Regions from separate parts of the Zea mays genome. Here region 2 is linked to region 1. Evidence: chromatin contacts called from public Hi-C data. All regions are on one chromosome and are shown on one strand. Each heading gives the region's core, a stretch centred on a gene start, on an enhancer-like site or on the middle of the called end of the contact. The rest is flanking DNA. Distances are from core to core; before and after follow the strand shown.

Evidence for each region. Hi-C and Micro-C count contacts between places; a contact is called where the count stands out from the background.
Region 2: a Hi-C map of tassel shows a contact between it and region 1, with 4 times the contacts expected there. The contact joins the promoter of LOC100281195 here to the enhancer-like site in region 1. A contact is called at or near these places in 4 of 25 Hi-C or Micro-C datasets (ear, leaf, tassel and 1 more).

The regions. Positions count from the first base shown.
Region 1 is chr6:147,240,283-147,244,580 of Zm-B73-REFERENCE-NAM-5.0, forward strand. It overlaps LOC103630192, which reads left to right. Exons shown (of 28, transcript XM_008651269.3): 28 at 1,539-2,011. The coding sequence ends at 1,706. Among protein-coding and RNA genes, the nearest start is that of LOC103630192, 40 kb to the left of the region's middle. Within about 2 kb of position 2,184, at least 12 of the 20 cell types and tissues checked have an H3K27ac peak or open chromatin away from gene starts, as enhancers often do. A contact at or near this core is called in ear and tassel, where this site is marked.
Region 2 is chr6:147,314,451-147,318,748 of Zm-B73-REFERENCE-NAM-5.0, forward strand. It overlaps LOC100281195 (eukaryotic peptide chain release factor subunit 1-1), which reads right to left and starts at 2,480. Exons shown (of 3, transcript NM_001154114.2): 1 at 2,224-2,480; 2 at 1-615. The coding sequence starts at 599.

The DNA of each region.
Region 1 (4,298 bases), core at 934-3,433:
ATCGGGAGAATGGCTCAGGTGAAGCTCAAGTTGGTCTCTCTCCCCCAAGGCAGTCGGTGATCATCTCCGACGAACCTCTTCCGAGATGCATAGTGGAGTTCTCCCCTGATTTGGCGCAGTCGGAACTGGATCTACGTCGAGCTCTTTTTGTGTCAATAAAAGGTTCTAGACTAGTGGTTCTCGGGGATGATTTGGTTCTGGAGGTTGCACACAGTTTCATGGTGTATTCACGTCATCGTCAGCGCACAAGTCAATGTAGGGCCAGTTCCTCAGTCTTCAATGCTCGGTTGCCCGCCAGAAGCCCAACAAAGGAATTCATCGCTAAAATGTCTAAGGAAGTTGGGGGCGTTCTTCCGAGGCCACGACCTACCAAGAGGCGCGCCGGACGGCATACACTGAGATCAACTTCTCGGCGCAGTAGAAGGGTTGCATGTGTTGGTGTGGAGCCTATCCCTGCGCTCCCTCCGCAAAGACGATCCAAGATCATTATGCAGGCTTGAGCTGAAGGTATTGGTTATGAATGTTTTTCATCGCAGTCCCTGGAATAATATGCGGAGATCTTCAGTAACCCGTTGCCAGTTGTTCAGATCAAGGCATTTGCCAGAGGGGGACGACACGGTGTCCAGGCGCGTGGTTCGCCGGATCCCGCGGCGACGCGACTGAACGAGGGAGGCGTCGCTATTGTGGTGCCCAGGGCGCGAGCGCCGGCTGAGGGAGGGCGCCGCTGCCATCGCTGGAGGTGGGGGCGGATGGGACAGTCGTGCCAGGGGGACCATCGTGCGCGGCGGTCTACGGAGGGGAGGGCGCGACCGTGGCGGCCGCCGAGGACGAGCGTGCGGAGGCGGCTGAGCGGGAGGGAGGGGAGCAGCGGCCGCGCTGCTATGCGTGGTGGGAGAGGTGGCTGGGATGAGGGCGTCCGCGAGGGAAGCATGAGGCTCTCGGGGACGGTGGCACGGAAGCAGGTGGTCGGTGGTCGGGGCAGAGCTGGTCGGCGGCTGAGGGAGGGAGGAAATACCTAGCCGATACCATGTAAGAGAATGTAAATGTGAATGCTTGTTGTATTGCATAGGAGGTGGTTACATATATATAGAGATCCAGGGTAAACCCTAACCCTAATGAACCGGTAGCTCAACAGTGGTGCCAGTACGTCTACGGATACATATAGGAACACACTCTAACGGTTATAATTTCATTCTAGCGGACTAAAAACCCGTAGGGCTCACTAGCCCAGTATGGCAGTATTCTCACTCATGTGAGCTCTTTTAGCCTAGCTGACCTTGCCCCTCGCTAGGGAGGAATTACATTTTTGGGGATTTGACCAGGTTAGGGGCATTTTATTTCTCCTTGCCCCTGTGCCTAATAGCAGCCACTAGGAGTCTCTCTCTGTGGTGTGAGTGCGTGTGTTTGTAAGGGTTCTTTCCCCTTTTTGTTCTTAATATACAATGATACATAGCTATCCTTCATGTTCAAGGAAATCTGTATATACCTTAATGTTATCTGTATAACATCACATGTTATTGTGCATCATATTTCTGCAGACCCGCGTGCTCATTGATGACCTACGAGAAGTTACTCAAGGTGGCAAGAGCAAATTTGGAGCGGACTCCAAAACCCTCCTTAGGGTCCTGTGTCACAGAAATGATTCAGAGGCATCACATTACGTGAAGAAGCAATTCAAGATACCCAGCTCAGCTCCGAGCGCCTGATTGATTGCGAACGAAAAAACAGATATCGAACAGGACACTGCAGCCTTGCTCGTAACCCAAGAAACGGTGCTCCACCGCCCATTTTCATGTTTGTGTAACAGTTGTTGTTCATCGGTAACACTAGGACTTTGGGTGGACGCGGCAGTAAGCATGTATTTACACAAATACTAACACACTGGTCCTGTATTGATTGGTACTAGTTTTGGACCATTGGAGTTTCCCCATTTAGGGCTAGTTTGGTAACTTCATTTTTCCAAGGGATTTCTATTTTTTAAAGGAGAATAAACTAATTTTTTTTGGAAAAATGGTGTTTCCAAACTAACCCTTAGATTCTTTTTTTTGGAACTAAAAGGCATTCATGGTCAGTGTCAGGTTGAGGGAGGTACTAACAACGTGATCTGAAGAACTGTAACGCTGCAGCCCTGACTCTGAACCCTCGCGCCAGCGCCACCCTCGACCCTAGATCCACCGTCACCCGTTCCCCCGTCACAGCCCTGACCTGAGTTCGACCATCATGACTCAGATCCGATAAGGCCCAGATCCGAAGGCCCTGTTCGGTTTTCAGGGATTGAAGCTCCGGATTGATTTCTAGCCGGATTATTTCTCTAATTTATATAGATTTTGATGAGCTGGAACGAATCCGAGTTTATTTCTGTATAAGCGAACGGGCCCTAATACAACTGATATGTATAATTTATACGGATCAAACTGATAGGTATTGATCATAGTTTTTGATCCGTAATAATTTATACAGATCAAACACGGACTATAATTTTGATTTAAAAGATAACTTGAAAAACCTGATCCAAAACTAAAACTTGAAAAGCCCAAAAACCTCGATCCGATACGTCTAATAGTGCCATGCGCCAAACAATTTGCGATCCAATTTTGATCCAATCTGGACTTGACTTGACGTCTGCACCGGTCTACTTTATAGACATAGATTGATGTTTGAACCGGTCTACTTTGGGTCTGTTCATTTCAGCTTTTTTTTTATTAATTCTGACCATTAGAAACTGCTGTCAAACACTAGTAACTTTTCAGTCTGCTTCTATAGAATCGTTTTGATGAAAATTATCTAAAATTAACGTGAAAACACAATCGGTCAAATCGTCACGATAGAAGGAATCCGTCACTTTCTAAATCCTAAACCTAATGAATCCTTTTACCTTTCTCAGTATATAATAATCCACGATAGTCAAATTTTCTCCATAACTAGCTGAACTAATCAGGCCTTTATAGCCATAGATGGATCCTAGTGGTCGCCATGCCTCTCGTCGACCCTGGGGCCAGGTGGCAGTTCCAAAGTCCTTCAAGGCCTCAACGCTCCTTTTGAAGGCTAAGAGTATCTCCAAGAGACTATTTTTGGTTCTTTATTTGACTCTCTATTTACCTTTTTATAAAGATTACACTCTATTTATAACATCTCCACTCCAACAGATTATCTATCTAGTTTGGTTAGTGTTTGACACCAAATTGAGCGTGCGGACGGTCCGGCCCTGAGGCCGGACAGTCCGCGCCCGTAGGCCGGACGGTCCGCGCGTGCGCAGAGTAGATTAGGGTTCCGAGTTTTGTGCTACGGTTGTTAGCTAGATTCGCGGAATTAGCTCGGAATTCAGTTGTGTAAAGGGTCCAGCCCCCCTCCTCTATAAATAGAGAGGTATACGACCGATTTGTAATCAGCAATCGAATCAATACAACTTCTATTTCGCATTTATTTCCAGTACAATTAGGAGTAGTTCTAGTCTAGTTCTAGTTTAGCCTCTCGATCCCCAAATTCTCCGCTTCTCTTCGACTCTACGTCGATTAGAGGAGTCTAGGTCGACCGGCCCGAGCCTAGACAACTCCTAGGATCTCTCCTCCCTGACGGGGTCCCCCCTGGGAGCGAGATCCAGGCACCGCCGGCGATCTTCCGCCGCCCCTGCGTACGCGCGGACCGTCCGGCCCCAGGGCGCGGACCGTCCGGCCGTCAGGCAGGAGCCCTAGCTTTGCACCAGGCCGCGAGCCATCCGGCCCCTGCGCGCGGACCGTCTGCCCCTGTGCAGAGAGCATCGCCGCGCCTCGCACCAGGCCGCGGACCGTCCGGCCCCTGCGCGCGGACCGTCCGCCCCTGTGCAGAGGGCACCGCCACGGTTCTTGTTGAGTGTTTGGCGCTCCAAAAAGGCGTCAACATACTTTTGGCGACTCCGCTGGGGAAAACAAATATAGACTCATCAAATCGGCCCTCAATGGCCGGTTCAAGAGATAGCTCTGATATTTCCCCTAGCAACATCATAGAGCCGACTTGGGAGACCTTGTCGGCTGATGAACAGCTCCAGTTCGAGGAGCACAAGGAGCAGATGATCTAGGAGGCAAAAACAAAGTTCTTGGCCAACTTCAAAGTGGACAGGAACAACAAGGTCGTCCAACATCGGGCGACGGATCTAGCTTCGCTCCGATCCACACCAGATATCCCCAATGTAAGTAATACTAACGAGCTACAATCTCTTAAGAATTATGTAGATGAACAGCGAGAACAAATGCAAAGTATCATAGGGGGTATGCAAAACGACTATAGGAGACTAGCACGTGCATTTGATAAATCTAGCATTG
Region 2 (4,298 bases), core at 1,230-3,729, 74 kb after region 1:
TAATTGTGTCGCCTCTCCATGCGCAGGCGGGCAAAGCGGACTGCTGATTGCCCTCCTCGCCCATGCTTCTTTGGAAGATCAACACTGAACTTGTACAGAACCTCCCTGCTGTTTCCGCTCAGTGTACCATACAGTGTACCATTGCCATCGATGATTATGAAACCAAACTTGTCATCAGACGTCAGAAGCTCGTTCAGGGACTCAGTGTGGAACTTGTTGTCACAGAGATACAGGGAAGCATTAATGGGCCTAAATGGCTCGAAGTCAAAGGTAACCTTCTTCTCCTTGCCATCATCGGTGACAATGGTACCAGTATAGAGCACCAAACCATTGGGGGGAACTCGACTGTAAAGCTTCAACCTCTGTTGAGCCGAGGTTATGGCAGCCAACACAGACTGTCTGTTGACTCTGCTCTTGATGTTTGAGGCAGTTCCGTACTCATCACCCAGCATCTTAGTGACGCGTGCAATCTGATCACGAGGTGGCATGATCAGAGAAATCATGCTAGTGCCATTGCCCCTTGCAGCATCAAGTGCCTTGATTAACTTCTTCACCCTCCAGATCTCAATGTTCTTGTCAGCTTCGTGTACCTCGCCCATCTTGAAGTGCCTTCACCTATGGGGCAGTTAGCAAAGTCAGAAAACTATTACATCAACCCAATAGTAAAATTGTCACTAAAACAACTATTACCAGACCTATTCCAAAGAAAAATAATAACTTAATCGGCATAGACCATACAGGGGTTTTTCTAGTTGAAAAAACACTAATGCGTGTTTGAAGAACACAATATAGCATACTTTCATCTTTAAATCCAGATCGGCGTCCCAAAGAAAACATAATTAACAATGTGCCAGCTGATGCGAACATGCAATACATAGGTGGAAATACAAGTTAAAACTGATTAAACAATGGCAAACTATCCCATATATGAAAGGCTGCAACATGCTAAATGCATAGTAAGTTGGAAAAGCCAAAAACAGAGAAATTGAAGGAAAACCCAGTCAAGAAGTCTGCACTAGTCAATGCGACAAGCTAAGAGTAATGACTAATTTAAAATCTGATCTATGAATATTTTATGATTACATACTATATGCTTAACACATTTGCTTTAATTCATTTTTTTGGTTTTGCTCTATGTGAAAACAGAAATAAAATAAACAAAGAAAAATTTATTTCATTATAGGAAACAATCATAACATGTGAAATGAAATTCTTCGTGCGCCAAGCATCATAGCAAAATCTTTGAGTCGGTTGCAGATTGGAACATAAGTGCACTGCATATTATCGCTCGATTAGAGAGAACATATATGGTAATGTGAAACGAAATAGCTCTACATGTGTACAAGATTACTAAACACACTTTTCTGCAAATTGGAGAACATGATGGTTCACATAAAGAAAAAAAGGAATCAGGAGATTCCAGAAGGACACTTCATTTAATTCCAACATCCAAAGTGCATCATATCTTAACTTAAACACCCATCCTAACATATAACATAACGAACTGACCATTTTCAGGGTTTTTCTGTTTCACTAAGCCAGCGACGTAATACAGATACTATAAATCTACTTCACTTTTTTTACCGAATTTGCAGGAGAGTTATGTATCTCTATATTAAGAGAGGAAAAAAATCGACCCGTACAAAGATCACCACCTCACTCCGGGCCAAGGTGCGAGGGGTGAGAACCAACAAGATAGTGAGACTAACTAGGAAAGTAAAGGGCCTACACCGAAAAGGACAAGCGAGGCTATTCTAACAAAGCTCATCTCCGTGACCAAATAAATCTACTTCACTACTCAAGCCATGTAAACACTAACCTAGATACACAAATATTATAAATAAACCTGAAAAGAGCATAGCACTCTGTATCACGATACAGTATTCCACATGTTTCTTCATCATCATCATCATCGAAAGCAACCACATGCGTATTTCAGAACAAAAGATAAGACCAATACAAAAACAACCCATGCAGGTCCAGAAATCGCAAAATCTTGCGAGGACTAGTCAGGCACAACAATCTGCACGGGATGCGGCGTCCTGCGATATCCGGCGGACTGGCGCGTCCTCGCGTGACTGCTTTGCTGCGCGGAGAACTGAGATCGAGCGGGGCTTCCCAATCCCTCGCGGCATCACAAAAACAGACGATCGATACGGGGAACCACCTATCAAGCAACAAGCTTACGAAGATTACTACATGAAGGCATCGAACGCATCGCACCTGAGCGGGGTGGGGCGTGAGCACCGCACGCGCACGGTCGCCCGGCGGCGGCCTAAGGTCTACAGATGGAGCAAGCAAACCCGCAGAAATCGCCTCGCGTCGTCTGCTCTGTTCCTCTGGGTTCCGTTCGACGCGTGGCTCTGTGGGTGGCGGAGGCTTATATGGGATCGAATGGAGAAGCGGAGGCCGTGATGGTTACGAGCTCTTGCGAACGCGTAGGGAAAACTTTCGGCAAGGCTTCGCGTCCACGTGCTGCGTACACAGCGCAGCGCGGTGTGCGTAGTAGTGGCATCCTAAAATAAATAAATATCTCATATTCGGAATTAAACAATTTTAAATTTAATCAATTATACTTTGTAAACAGTCGAAAAAATATTAAAAATTAGAAAATCTCAATCCAACATAAAAGCTTTTCATACACTTGCATCGTGTAACAAGAACAGATTATACATGACTGACAAGATTGTAGAATCAAGATAGAGCGAGAGATGTAGACAAGAGGCACGCTAGATCCCACGCCGCTATATCTACCAGCACTCTTGTTTCGAACTTTTAAAACTAATAATTAGCTACTAAAATTTAGTTGTTAGGTTCTAAACATCATCAACTAATACCACATTGTTAGCTACTTCACAACGAATAATTAGTTTATTAGCTGGCTCAACCCAGCTAATAATTTATTAACTAACTAACTAACTATTAACTAGGGTTCTAAACAAGGTCTAAGATTTAAACCGTACTTGATACTCTACATTCTCTTTGGGACTATATGTTGGCTCGTATATATCTAATAAGCTTGGTTCTGACTGGCTTAGATGAGCACATGCAATATCTTATGTTCGATTGTCTGTATATGTCTAGCCTTTGTTGTGAGAGATAATATTTGGTTGCTTACATAAATACATGTTGCATGAGTTAGAAAATTATTAAATAAATTTAAAATCTATTAATAGGCACTAAATATATGTTAAAATTATCTAATAGATATTAATTATAGGTTAACCAGTACAATGCTCGTGCGCTACGACATCACACAATCATATATAATACCCATAAAAAATAGTGAACATATGATGCACGTATCATATAGACAAATTAAAAGAATACGTTAAGCACAATCAAAGCATTGATCACTTTATGCTGATAGACTCATGGATAGCAGGGAGTGTTTAAATGTACTAGAGTTAATAGCTAGTTGACTAAAAGTTATTTATAAAATTAGCTAGCTAACAAATACCTAAATGTATATGATAATTAAACTATTAGCTAAACTGTTTGGATGTCTTTAGGTAATTTTAGTAGCTAACTATTAACTCTAGTGTATTTAAACACTCACTTTGACCTTGTCGACGATGGATAGCGGCATAGCGCCACAGGACTGTGGACCGTAGAAAGAAATGCTTTAAAATAGTAGAAATAGTCTTAATTTTAAGCACATAATTTTTAAAGTTTTAAATATATATATCATGTATAGTCTAGTTCTGTTTGAAAATGTCAAGAACACATATATAAAATCAGTTCGACGATTAAAGTGAAAAGGCATCTCGACTATGCATCGGCTCCGCGACGAGCGTTTCCCACGGGCCTGGCTCCGTGGGCTTAAGAATCATGCGAGCCTAATCAAACAAGGATGCTTCACGTATCCGCGGGTGCAGTTGCATGAGCAGAAAAGTCAACCAAATAGACCTTTTGTGTCTGACGTATTGGTGAATATAAAGGTGAAGATTGTAAAGCAAAGCGCATGTAACAGATAACGCAGAGTTAGTATATCAATCTTATCTTATATAGTCGGTTGTATTAGAGTTTATCTCGTGTAACCAACTCTGTGTTATTATCTGAAACAGACTCATGATTATCCAAATGTAAACCACGGCAATGGTTGTTATTGCCCATATATAAACATGCAGCACACCGGCCACGGGCATCACGGTGTTTTCCAATCTCTTCCAGCGCCTCTGATATTCTTTATGGTAATCAGAGCCAATCCATAAACACCAAAATCCACCAGAGAATCATCATGTCGAGCACTGCTGCAATTATCAATCCCCTCGTCGGTCAAGCTGTTTCTGAGAAAC